Regions from separate parts of the Mus musculus genome. Here regions 1 and 3 are each linked to region 2. A link is a contact called in public Micro-C and promoter capture Hi-C data. All regions are on one chromosome and are shown on one strand. Each heading gives the region's core, a stretch centred on a gene start, on an enhancer-like site or on the middle of the called end of the contact. The rest is flanking DNA. Distances are from core to core; before and after follow the strand shown. Region 1 holds the start of Adgrg2 (adhesion G protein-coupled receptor G2). Region 2 holds the start of Map3k15 (mitogen-activated protein kinase kinase kinase 15). Region 3 overlaps Gm39546 (a long non-coding RNA gene).

The links. Promoter capture Hi-C pulls out the DNA fragments that hold promoters and counts their contacts. Hi-C and Micro-C count contacts between places; a contact is called where the count stands out from the background.
Region 1: a contact with region 2 is called in a Micro-C map of embryonic stem cells, with 5 times the contacts expected there. The contact joins the promoter of Adgrg2 here to the promoter of Map3k15 in region 2. A contact is called at or near these places in 3 of 39 promoter capture datasets (the SN4741 cell line and embryonic stem cells) and 1 of 484 Hi-C or Micro-C datasets (embryonic stem cells).
Region 3: a promoter capture Hi-C map of embryonic stem cells shows a contact between it and region 2, with 4 times the contacts expected there. The contact joins the enhancer-like site here to the promoter of Map3k15 in region 2. A contact is called at or near these places in 4 of 39 promoter capture datasets (the 3T3-L1 cell line, the C10 cell line, embryonic stem cells and 1 more) and 1 of 9 other capture datasets (adipose tissue).

The regions. Positions count from the first base shown.
Region 1 is chrX:160,388,646-160,392,590 of GRCm38.p6, forward strand. It overlaps Adgrg2 (adhesion G protein-coupled receptor G2), which reads left to right and starts at 2,045. Exons shown (of 28, transcript NM_178712.4): 1 at 2,045-2,104.
Region 2 is chrX:159,985,926-159,990,005 of GRCm38.p6, forward strand. It overlaps Map3k15 (mitogen-activated protein kinase kinase kinase 15), which reads left to right and starts at 2,279. Exons shown (of 29, transcript NM_001163085.4): 1 at 2,279-2,880. The coding sequence starts at 2,508.
Region 3 is chrX:159,509,341-159,512,996 of GRCm38.p6, forward strand. All of the region lies in intron 1 of Gm39546 (a long non-coding RNA gene), which reads right to left. Among named protein-coding and RNA genes, the nearest start is that of Gm39546, 5.4 kb to the right of the region's middle. Within about 2 kb of position 1,476, at least 79 of the 459 cell types and tissues checked have an H3K27ac peak or open chromatin away from gene starts, as enhancers often do. A contact at or near this core is called in embryonic stem cells and pre-B cells, where this site is marked.

The DNA.
Region 1 (3,945 bases), core at 795-3,294, 400 kb after region 2:
CAATTCTTTTTCTTGTCTGCTGAAAACTCCCCTCTAGCTCACTAGTGACCACTATCTTGACTCCTGACAGCACATATCAGTGGTGAGCAGAACCAAAATATATGGCTGTTTGACTTCCTTCACTTCCGTTCTTTATGAGTTCCACCCATGCCTTGCACAGCAGTGGTCCATACATTCTCATTGGCAGCCTGGTATCCTAGTTTGTGGTGATACCACCACCAGCACCACCACCAGCAACACCAGCACTACCACCACCACCACCACCACCACCACCACCACCACCACCACCACATTTCATTGAATTTTCAGTGGTAGGGATTGAATCTAGGCCCTCACACATACTATGCAAGTGCTAATATTAATACCACTAGGTGACATCTTCAGACTTCTTTTTACTTTTTCTTTGGAGGGGGCTCTCACTAAGTTGCCCAGACTGTCCTTGAACTCACTATGTAGCCCATACTGGCCTTGCCTTGAATTCACTATCCCTTGCCCTAGTTTCCAGGATATCTGGGGTTATACTACCAGGCTGACCCTCAGTTTGTTCTATGGCCAATGGGCATTTGGGCATGTTCTAAGTAACACAAATACTGTGCTGTGATATCCTTACTCATCTCTCTTGGTAAACATACAACTCATTTCTGTTGAGGCTGAATCTAAGGGGGAATTGCTTGTCATACAATAGTGGTACTCACTTTAGTACATCCTGACAGAGCTCTAAAGCGCTAAAAGCAATTTACATCCAACTAGCTTTGTATAAGAATTCTTGTGGCTCTATATGCTATGGAGTCTGTTTTATAATAAGACAAACACAACCATTTTAACCCTTTGGAATGACATGCAGTCTGTTTCTTAAATATACTCCCCACTTCCAGCCACAACTTCTGGCTTGTTATGTAACCTGGATGTGCTTCCTCTTCTCCACCAACTCTCCCTTAATCCATCCAGGCAAAAGTCTGTCTGAAAACACTGCCCATTCATTTCTCCAGCTAGACTGTTGTGAGTGTTAATAACTTGGTGTTTGTAAAACAAATACAACCCATCCTGCCAGGCAGAATGTATACCCTGAGCTTTGTTCAATGGGGCTGATGTAGCAGACTCAGTCACCCTACTCTTCAGATTTGCCCTTTATAAATAGCAGATCCCCAGGATTGTGAATTCAAATCAAAATCCAATTTTGGTCATAAAGAAAAAAAATGCTCTATTTCCCTGCACGTTATAAGAAATCAGAATTGTGCTTTCATATTGTAAAGCACTTTGCAACTATAGGCATTTCTTGACTGGAAAGAACCAGGAAGGAAATTCGGACAGCTTATATTTTCTCCTGGTCTCTACCTGAGAGTCAATACTGTGGAAACCTTATTCCAGAATTCTGTCTGTTAAATGGGCCTTTGAAAAGTTGTTTAAGTGATCTGAGTTTTACAGACCTAGCTTATAGTCTATGAAAGTGGAGATGCTGACCATGGGAATAGGAAGCCAAAGCAAGGTCTTATAGTGCCACACCGCCCCCAGTGTTCCCCCACCCCCACCCCCAAGCAGGCAGAGGAACGATGAGGACCCCTAGTTTTTTACTACCTAGTGAATTATATAGTTTCTTTCAGAAACCACTCAGCATGGTTCTTTACCAGGTATTTTACTCTGGTCCTCTGGGGGGAGGTCTGGTTTCTGCTTTCAGAAATATTCTGGCAAAGGGCGAGGGTTTTCACCTATCAGGAGCATGCGATGCTCAAAGTAGCCTGGGCCAGGCCTTTGGGGGATCAAGGCGACCCCTAAAGGTGAGCCACTGGGTGGAGGCTGGGTGGGGAATCGCGCCCTGCTAGCCGCCCAGCATCCTAGGGGTTCCCCACTGTCTAGGCTGAAGCTCTCCACGAGGCTGCTTCCCGGTGTCAGCGCCCCGCCCGCTCCCCACCTCCACGCCCAGCCCCGCCACACTGAGCGCTCGCCCCGCCACGCCGGGCAGCTGCAGAGCAGGCGGGCAAGTGGTCCGGGAGCGGCGGGGGCGGCGCCCAGCCCGCGGGAGGGAGGAGGAGGGACGCGGCCCGACAGAAAGGGGAAAAGGAGGGCCCGAGGACGCCAGCAGCCAACCGGTCACCGGGACCCGCAGGTGAGTGTGGCGCCGAGAAAGGGTATCTGAAACCCTAGGGGTCTTAAGACCTAAGCCGCTGAGCCAAGGACAGGCGACGGGCCCGGCGGGCTCGATGGCTGGGAGGGTGACTGGTGTGGCTCCCTGGGTTGGCGGTTCTGAGCTGGAGCTCTTGGGCCGTCTGGAAAGGCAGAGGCAAAGCTTGGAGCCCGGCGGATCCCGGGCTCCGTAAGTGGGAAAGTGCGTGCGGTGGGAAAGTAACCAAGTTATCCGTGAAAGGCAACCTGTAAATGGCAAAGTTCTAAATGATCTCAGACCCTCCTCCCCGTTCTGGGCAAAGGAACCAAGAGCTTTACTCTGGAGGGCGGTTTGCTAATGCGCGACTCCCTAGGACTCGGTTTACCTCCTGTGGCCAGTAAAATTGAAAGGTGTAGATGTGCCTTTGACCCACATGGGTCGAATGGGCACAGCACCCACATGCAGGGCCCAGAACAGGTGGCCCCCAGCGCAAGGAGGCATCCCAGACTGGCATCCCAGAACCAAGGAATGATAATCCTCTGAAAGGGGCAATCGGTCTTGAGATGTACGGTCTCCACCTGAGCTTGGGTTTCAAAATTCCGGAGCCCTGTACAAAGTGAGTGGAAGAAAGAGCTGACTCGCCTCATATGAGACACAGGAAGCATGACACTGAAGTCTCCCATGGTTGCTTCTACAAGAACACTTCTAGTCTGGCCTGGCACAGATGTATGAATCCCTTGGGGAGCTTGTTAAAATGAGGCTCTGATTCAGTAGGTCTGGGGTGGGACCCAAGAGTCTGCATTTCTGTCCAAGCTTTCAGATGGTACTGCTGCCTCATGGACCACACTGCTCCGCTCTACAGAACTGCTTCTTGTCCAACCGGCTGAAAAGCTTAAGAAAAAATGGAAGGTCAGGAGACAAGACGAAACTCTGAAGACTTCCCAACCTCATCTCTAACCCAGACACACAACACTCACGCTGAAACAGATTAACCAGTTGCTACTTGTTTAATAGTGAAATATTTTTGCTTTTCTTATCAACTTTCCAAACACAAAAGGCTCTGATAACAAAGCCAGCTGCCTTCACCGGCTTGCTACCTGCATGCACTTGGTGTAATGCTGTGATAACTCTTCCTATTTTTTTAAAGAAAAGGATCTGGTTTTGTTTTGTTCTGGGCTCCACAAATTATCTAGTCGATCCTGTCTTGTATCAGAACTGTGTCTGATCTGCTTAGGCTTCGGCTTGGTGAGGATGGTGGATAAAGGATTAGGATAGCTTCTACAGTTTTTCTCATAATTCTGAAGTTCTTGGCTATCTTAAGCTTATGGAACCCTAGTCATGCATGGTATGACAGAATTTGTTGCTTTTGCTATTAATATTAATGATTAATGCTGCATTAAGAGCATCATTATTCTTGCTTTCGGCAAGATGGCCATTTTGACTATATTAACCGTGCCAATCCGTGAGCATGGGAATCTTTCTATCTTCTGAGATCTTCTTCAATTTCTTTCTTCAGGGACTTGAAGTTCTTGAGCATCATTATTTTAAAAGAAGCTTAATTATGACTGAGCATGGTGGTGCCCATCTATTACCCCAGCTCTGGGAAAGTTGAGGCCGGAGGATCAGGATTTTAAGGTCTTCTTTGGCTATGTAGTGTATATAAGGCCAGCTTTGGTTACATGAGACCCTATCTCAAAAGCGACAATAACAACAACAACAACAAAACATTTTAAAAGAGTTTGTTAATACATGATACATTTAAGTTTGGTGTCAAAAGAATCCGTAAGCCAACTGAAAAGGTGTGTACTATTTCCAAATTACTTGCAGGGTCTTTAGTGGCTTAT
Region 2 (4,080 bases), core at 1,029-3,528:
GGCAGCATTTTGCAATTTTCTCCCCGGAGGGGCTAGAGGGAGCTGGAAGGACATTGGCCAATGAGGCCTGCTTCATGTGTACAAATTGCTGGAGACAATGGGCTAGTGGCTGTGTGTGCCAACTTCAGGGAAGGTGCTTGTTAGCTGGGTAAATGGTAGGTTCTTTTCTCGGCAGGGTTTGGATTTAGAGAAAGATGTTATTCAAGCCATAATTCCCAACTCCCGGGCTTTTCGCTCCAGCAGCCAGGCCCCAGAGAGCTCTGAGAGGAATTGGAGAAGATTGCTGCGAAGACAACAGACACCGGCAAAAGGGGTTTCAAATGTGTGACTTTGCCCTTTGAAAGGCTGTGCCAGTCACTGGAGTAATTTCAGATGAACAAGCACATTAGGAAAATTACTACTATTGTGCATTGCAAGGTTGCAAGGAACACATGTGTCCTTGTATAGCACCATACTAAAAAAAAAAAAAAATTCTTAGAACAGAACAGGTGTTGAAAGTTTTTCCAAGTCCTGCCTGAGTGTTCTCACACATTTCCTCAGAGACACAATGCCACCACTCATAATGTTCCTGATTTCTACTAAGGCTGGAACTAGGGAAGGATTTCTTGTAGCATTTCCATGGATATTTTCACTATCTTTTTATTTGGGGGGGGGGGGGGTTGAGCCATAGCACTGGTGAGGTGGAGCCAGGCAGGCTCTTTGGGCAGTCAGACCAGCCTACTTGGTGAGTTCCCGGCCAGAGAGAGAACCTGTCTCAAAGCCAAATTGGATGGTGTGGATGGCGCCTGCCATATACCACCCAGAGTCTTCTGGCCTCCACACGAATGCGTGCATGCACTTGCATGGACAAAACAAAACAATTAAAAAGTTGGCAAATGGCCTAGATAGATAATATTCCAAAGAAGTTACATGAATGAGACAGGAGTGTAGAACAAGATGCTGATCACCTTTAGCCAACAGGGAATTGCAACTCGAAATCAGAATGAGTTCTAGTACCCACTAGGAGCTGTAATGAAGAAAGAGACAGTCACAAGTGTTGCTGGGGTTATAGAGGAAATGGAACACTTCTACACTTCCATGGGAATGCGAAATGATGCAACCACTTTGGAAAGCAGTGAATTTCTTCAAAGGTTAAACATATCCTTCATGCAACCCAGACATTCTCCTCTTAGCACTGAATACAAAGCAAATGAAAACCCATTTTCACACTTTGATTCCATCCAGTATAGGAAATGTACAGACAAGGCAAATAGAGAGCCAGGGCTGATGGTTTGCTAAGGGCTGGTTATTTCAGAGGACGGAATAAAAAGTGATTTCTAAAAGGTAGTGGGGGTGCAGGTGGGGTGGGTAGTGGAGTGTTCAGGCATTCTAAAAGTTGTCGTGATGGACACAGAACTGGGACTACACTAAAGATCCAGCCAGCCATTTTGTTCTAGGTGGTTTGTAAATTATACCTAGAAGCAGCTGTTAAAAAGACAACTCCACCACCACATGACAACTTGTAGTGCATTTTATTGTTTAAATATAATGTAATGCTGGAGACTAAAATGGTGAGCTGCAGAGATGCAGTGGAGACCTCTTTGGAGCCTTAGTATTTCAGAGGTCAGGTAGGCAGCGCACTTTTACGGGAGTGTATTTCCCAGGCAAACAAATGTTGGCTTGCCAGCACCCTCCCCATACCTTGTCAAGGTCACTACCAAAGTCAAGACAAATAAGGCTGCAAGACAGGGCTCAGGGAGGTTATGTCCTGGACAGTGGCGAGTGCCAAATGAGGCATTGCTCATCCTCCTGATGTAGAGTTAAAGCTGCATGTGCACTTAGTTTGGAACTGATTATCAATATCCAATTAGTGCCTTGAAAGTCTACTGTGGTTGAAAGCTTCAACTTGTTTGGTGGGCAGGCGTGGGGGCGGGGAAAAATGATGAAAGAAAAAAAAAGAGGGGGAGGAAAGATAGAGAAAGGGAGGGAGGAAGGAATGAAGGAAGGAAGGAAGAAAGGGAGGAAGTCAGGGAGGGAGGAAAGAAGGAAAGAACGAAGGAAGGAAAAAAGGAAGGAAGCCAAGGAAACGAGTTTGTAACAGTAGTTCAAAGGAAGAACGAGGGGAGGACCCAAGGAGAGCCAAATCGAGCTGAGCCCTGCAATCCTCGCCTCGGCCGGCGTCCGGGCTGGGGGCGCTGCGCGGGGGAGCCGGCAGGGGGCGCCCTTGGCGTTGCTGCCCCGAGGCTCTCGGCAGCGCCCCCTCCGCCCGTCCTGACGTCGGAGCCCCCGCCTCTTTCTCGCGGGCTTTCAAAGGGCGCTCGGGGCAAGCCGGCCCTGAGCTCCGCTCCGCCGGCCGCCGGAGAACCCGTGGTCACCTGCCCGCCCCGGCCTCTGCGCCCGCCCCCTGCTCCGGCTCCCTGCGGCCGCCGTCCGTCCTCCGGTCCGCCCGTCCGTCATCCGCCTGTGCAGCAGGTGTCTCGGGGAAGAGCACCTGGGCTTCGAAGCCGCCAGCCCCGCGGGCCAGTCACATGGAGGGCGGCGGCGGCAGCGGCGGCGGCGGCGGGCCAGTCCCTGCCGAGGCTCCGGAGGAAGCCGGCGAGCCGCCCCAGGGCAGGCTGCCCCCGGGGCCCGAGGGCGCGGCGGGGCTGGCGGAGCCCGAGAGCACGGGGGACGCGGCGGGCGGCGAGGCCGAGGGCGGGCGCGGGCCACGCCGGGCTCTGCGGGCTGTCTACGTGCGCAGCGAAAGTTCGCAGGGGGCAGCCGCCGGCGGCGGCCCCGAGGCCGGGGCGCTCAAGTGCCTGCTTCGGGCTTGCGAAGCCGAGGGCGCCCACCTCACCTCCGTCCCCTTCGGGGAGCTCGACTTCGGGGAGACGGCCGTGCTCGATGCCTTCTACGATGCAGGTGAGGGCTGGGGCCACCCTTGGCTTCCCATGGCCTTCTCACAAGCCCTGCCACCCCTCCACTCTCTCCCCCTGGCTCTCTCCTCCAGTTCCCCCTCCATCCTGCCATCGGTGATGCTCAGGACCAATCTCTTACCTCCTGGACAGTGTAGAACAAGGAAGGAGCCCTTGGACAGATAAAGAGTGACCATAGGCACTTAGACCCATTTCATCATTTATTTTTCTTTTAATAATAGCCAACAACCCAAGAAACACACTATCGCCTAAGATGGCGGTTCTCCCCCCACAGGGGTCTCCTATCAGATAGTTACTTTGTAATTCATAACAAGTAAAATTATAGTTATAAAGTAGCAACGAAATAACCTTCTGCTTGGGGGGTCACCACAACAAGAGAAACTGTATTAAACCATTAGGAAGGTTGAGCGCCACCAACAAGATGTTGAGTCCGTCCTCCAGTTTGTTTTCTTCTGACATATATCCCTAATGCAGGCTGGTTATTATAGTCATCTGGGATAGCTGTTAAAACTAATTAACTTAAGACAGATCACTCATCTAATCCCAGGAAACAGAGGTGGGAGGATTGCAAATTCAAGGCCAGCCTCTGGGACATATGGAGTTTGGGGCCAGCCTAGGCTACAAAGTGAGACTCTCCCTCAAACAAACAAACAAATCCTATCTATTTTAGACCAATGACACCCAACGTGAGGCCTTCAGAGTGTTTTAATTCTTACAGGGGAGTCCATCCTACAACCAGAGAGTGGCAAGTTACTGCCTGACAAGCATGGTGTTGTGTAATCTACGGCTATGTGATGTTTTAATCTCTTAATGTAAACCATTGCTAGATGCAGGCTCGCTGTGCTGAGTGTGACCTAACCATCCGGTTTTCAAGTTTCTTCCATTGCTTTTCTTACTTAACCTTTGGGGATAAATCTGTGGACCCTGGATGATATTCATCAGCATTGTATGTGACACAGTAATGACCAGGGAATGTTTGTGCCTTAAGTTTTTCCACTGGTTAAGTGGAAGTAACAGTGTCTAACTTAAACCTGAAAGCATATGAGCTTTGGGAGTTGTTTTCAAAGTGTTCATGGTATGCTGTCTTGTAGCAGGTTGGGTGTCTAAGTTGTGTTAATAAAACTCGGTGCTTTTGCATGTTTGGTAAGTTCTACCAACCCGTACCCCATAAAGGCCAATCAATTCA
Region 3 (3,656 bases), core at 226-2,725, 480 kb before region 2:
TCCTAACAGCCTTTTCAAAAAAAGCCACATAGAAGGGGAGCTGCAATACACGTCAGACCCACCTATTAATTTTCCTCTGAATCTCTCTCTTTCTCCAACAAATGACATGGATGGTGAGTACTTTGCCTAAGCCTATATCAAAGCATGAATTAATTGCCCTTTAAATTTTTTTCTGATTTAAGCATATAATAGTCATTATTCTCTAGAGGAAGATGTATATATGTGCACGTATGTATGTGTTAGTATGTATGTATGTACATTCTGTTGTATAGCTTTTTTTTTTTTTCGTTTTTTGAGACAGGGTTTCTCTGTGTAGCCCTGGCTGTCCTGGAACTCACTCTTTAGACCAGGCTGGCCTGGAACTCAGAAATCTGCGTGTCTCTGCCTCCCAACTGCTTGGATCAAAGGTGTGCGCCACCACTGCCCGACTTGTATAACGTTTTTTTTTAAAGATTTATTTATTTATTGTATGTAAGTACACTGTAGCTGTCTTCAGACACACCAGAAGAGGGCGTCAGATCTCATTACTGATGGTTGTGAGCCACCATGTGGTTGCTGGGATTTGAACTCCGGACCTTTGGAAGAGCAGTCGGGTACTCTTACCCACTGAGCCATCTCACCAGCCCATAGCATTTTTATACTAACAGAAAAACTCCTTGCAGGAGAAAGAGGGGACTCATGATACTCAGGATGTAAAAAAAAAAAAAAAAAAAAAAAAACCACAAGTCCAGAAAAACTGTAATTTCCAAGCTGAGAGCTGCAAGATATACCAGGCCTATACCAGGCCGGTCACCAGTGCTCTCCAAATAAACAATTGCTAGGGAGGAGACGGAGACTCTTGGAGGGCTCTAGGGGCTTTCGCCAGACTTACACCCACCTGCCTCCGGTCAAGGCTAGGCCAAGTTCCATTCTCCACTCACTGGAATCTTCTTGAGTAAAAAATTCTCAGAATGTACTGACTGATGTCACTGGACCCTCGGGAAAGTCCCAGTAGAGTTCCAATGCAGGCCATGCTTGCTAGCCGATAGAGTTAACCTTGCTGACGTAACCTGTGTCTCTGTGATGTAAAAACTGCTTGTAATAGCCATTTAGGGTCGCCTTCTTGTCACTCACCTCAAGGGACCGATTGAGGGTTGACCCTGGAAAATAAACCTCTTGCTTTTGCATTGATCTGTGTCCCAGTGTCTCACTAGGGGGCATCGCAAAGTAAGTACCATTGACCGAGGGTTGGGGGGGAGGTCTTACATTTGGGAGCTTCATCCAGGATTCGAGGAGACTCCCCTAGTGACCACCCACTAGACTTATTGGAGGGAAAAAGACCAAGCACGACAGCAGGCGCTTATTCATAAGCGTTTGTCTGTCTGTGTCCGTTTCTCTGTCTTTTGCTTTCACTTTTGGCTCGAAAGCACAGTGTATTGGCTGGAAAGCCTCTGGTCTGCTGCGGTCAATGGCGGCAGGCAAACGTGCCTCTGACCCTGGGGAATCTGGAGGACGCTTCAGGCCCCACCCCCACCCCCGGAGGGAGTTGGGATGACTCTGCTCCTTTTGGAAGCAGCAAGACACAGCATTAGTGGAAGCCGACCAAGTCTTGCTATAACCTGGTTTCTACACCCATGGCAGGGGCGAGAACTGTCTGTATAACCTGGTTTCTGTGCCTGTGGCAGGGGCGAACTGTCTGTGTGTTGATTGTCTTTTTCTGTGTTCTTGGACTTGGACTGACGTTATTTTTGGACATAAAACAGACTGAATCTACCCGGTTAAACATCCTAGTTAACCACTGGAGGGAAGTTAGGGAAAGAGGAGAAAACTTGTCAGTAGTAGGAGAAGTTAGTTACTCTCTGCTTCTCTGAATGGCCCAACTTCGGAGTAAGGTGGTCACCCGTAGGGACTTGCAGGTGATCAAAGCAGTAGAGGAGAGAGTCTTTAGGCCAGGATCCCTCAGGAATCCAGACCAAGTGCCCTATATAGTTACCTGGAAGAATCTCATGGAGGGCTCCCCTTACCCCCATGGATAAAAGGGTCTTTCCCTAAGACCCACCTGGCAGGTTCTGGCTGTCAGGGAAAAGGAAGCACGGGAGGAGGGATCCGGACCTGAGAAGAAGTCGATCCTCCAAGACCCTTCAACAGTGGACCTTTTGCTCCAAGACCTTTCTCCTCCATATTCCCCTACCCTTGCCCCCCATGGCCCCACCAGTGCCAGAACCAGTCCCAGGATCCTCAGTCCATAAGGGTGCTATTGCACCCCCATTTACCAGAGGGAGGAGTGGGAGGAGATCCCCCCCAACTGGTCCTGCTATGGGGACCCAAAGTCTGAGAACTACCTCCCCTGATACCACAGTGGCTCTCCCACCTCTAGACAAGAGCAATCAGGCTATGCAATATTGGCACCTCTCTTCTGCCAACTTGTACAACTGGAAGGCCCAACATCCCCCTCCTTTTAGATAACCCCAAGGGGCTGATTAATCTCTTTGAGACTGTTTTATTTATTTATCAGCCCACCTGGGATGATATCCAACAACTCATGAGAGTGATCCTCACGACCGACCGAAGAGTGAGAGAGGATAATACAGGAAGCCAGAAAGAATGGCCTTCAGACACGGGGGCACCATCGATTGACCAGGCTGTCATCAACAGTGGGTTTCCCCTGACTAGACCTGGCTGGGACTTTAATACAGCAGAAGATAAGGGGCACCTGAAGGTCTACCATCAGGCTTTGTTGGCAGATCTCAAGGGGGCCACACAATGACCCACCAATTTGACCAAGGTACATGAGGTTACGCAGGGACCAGATGAGTCACTCTCAGCCTTTCTAGAGCAGCTCATGGAGGCATTCTTCCAATATACACCCTATGACCCCAGCAGTGAGAAGCACAAAGCTACTGTGACTATGGCTTTTATAGACCAGGCTAGTAGAGGTAGCGGGAAAAGGCTTCAGAGGCTAGAGGAACTGCAGGATAAATCACTGAGGGATTTAGTGCAGGTTGCTGAGAAAGTCTACTGTAACAGGGAGACAGAGGAGGAGAAGGAGCAGAGAGAGAAAGAGAAAGAGAAAGAGAAAGAGAAAGAGAAAGAGAAAGAGAAAGAGAAAGGAAGAGGATGAAAGGGAGATGAAAAAAAAGAAAGGTAACAGAAAAGGAATTTACAGAGAATCGTGGATACAGTAGTCCGGGAATGCAGAGAAGAGAGACTCCAACCAAAAGAGAGACAGAAACCCCCTTGAAAAGACCTGGTGTGCATATTGCAAAGAGAAGGGCCACTGGACTCAAGAGTGAGCTAACAAATGGAATCCAGGGGTAGGAAATCCCAGGCCTTGGAAAAAGTAGCCCCAGACGGCGAAGATGTTAGTTAGCCCTGGGAGAAGACAGTGACTAGGGGGGATGAGGTTTGGACCCCTCCTCAAAGCAAGGGTAACTCTGGGAGTGGAGGGGAAACCCACTCAATTCTTGGTGGACACGGGCTCAACACTCGGTCCTCCTCCAAGCGGATGGCTCCATTACCAAGAAAAGATCTTGGGTCCAAAGAACACTGGCACCAAAATGTATTCATGGACTGCCCACTAGACCTAGGGATGGGCTGGGTATCCCATTCATTTATGGCCATTCCAGACTATCCCTACCCTCTGTTGGGGTGAGACTTACTCTCCAAATGGGGGCCCA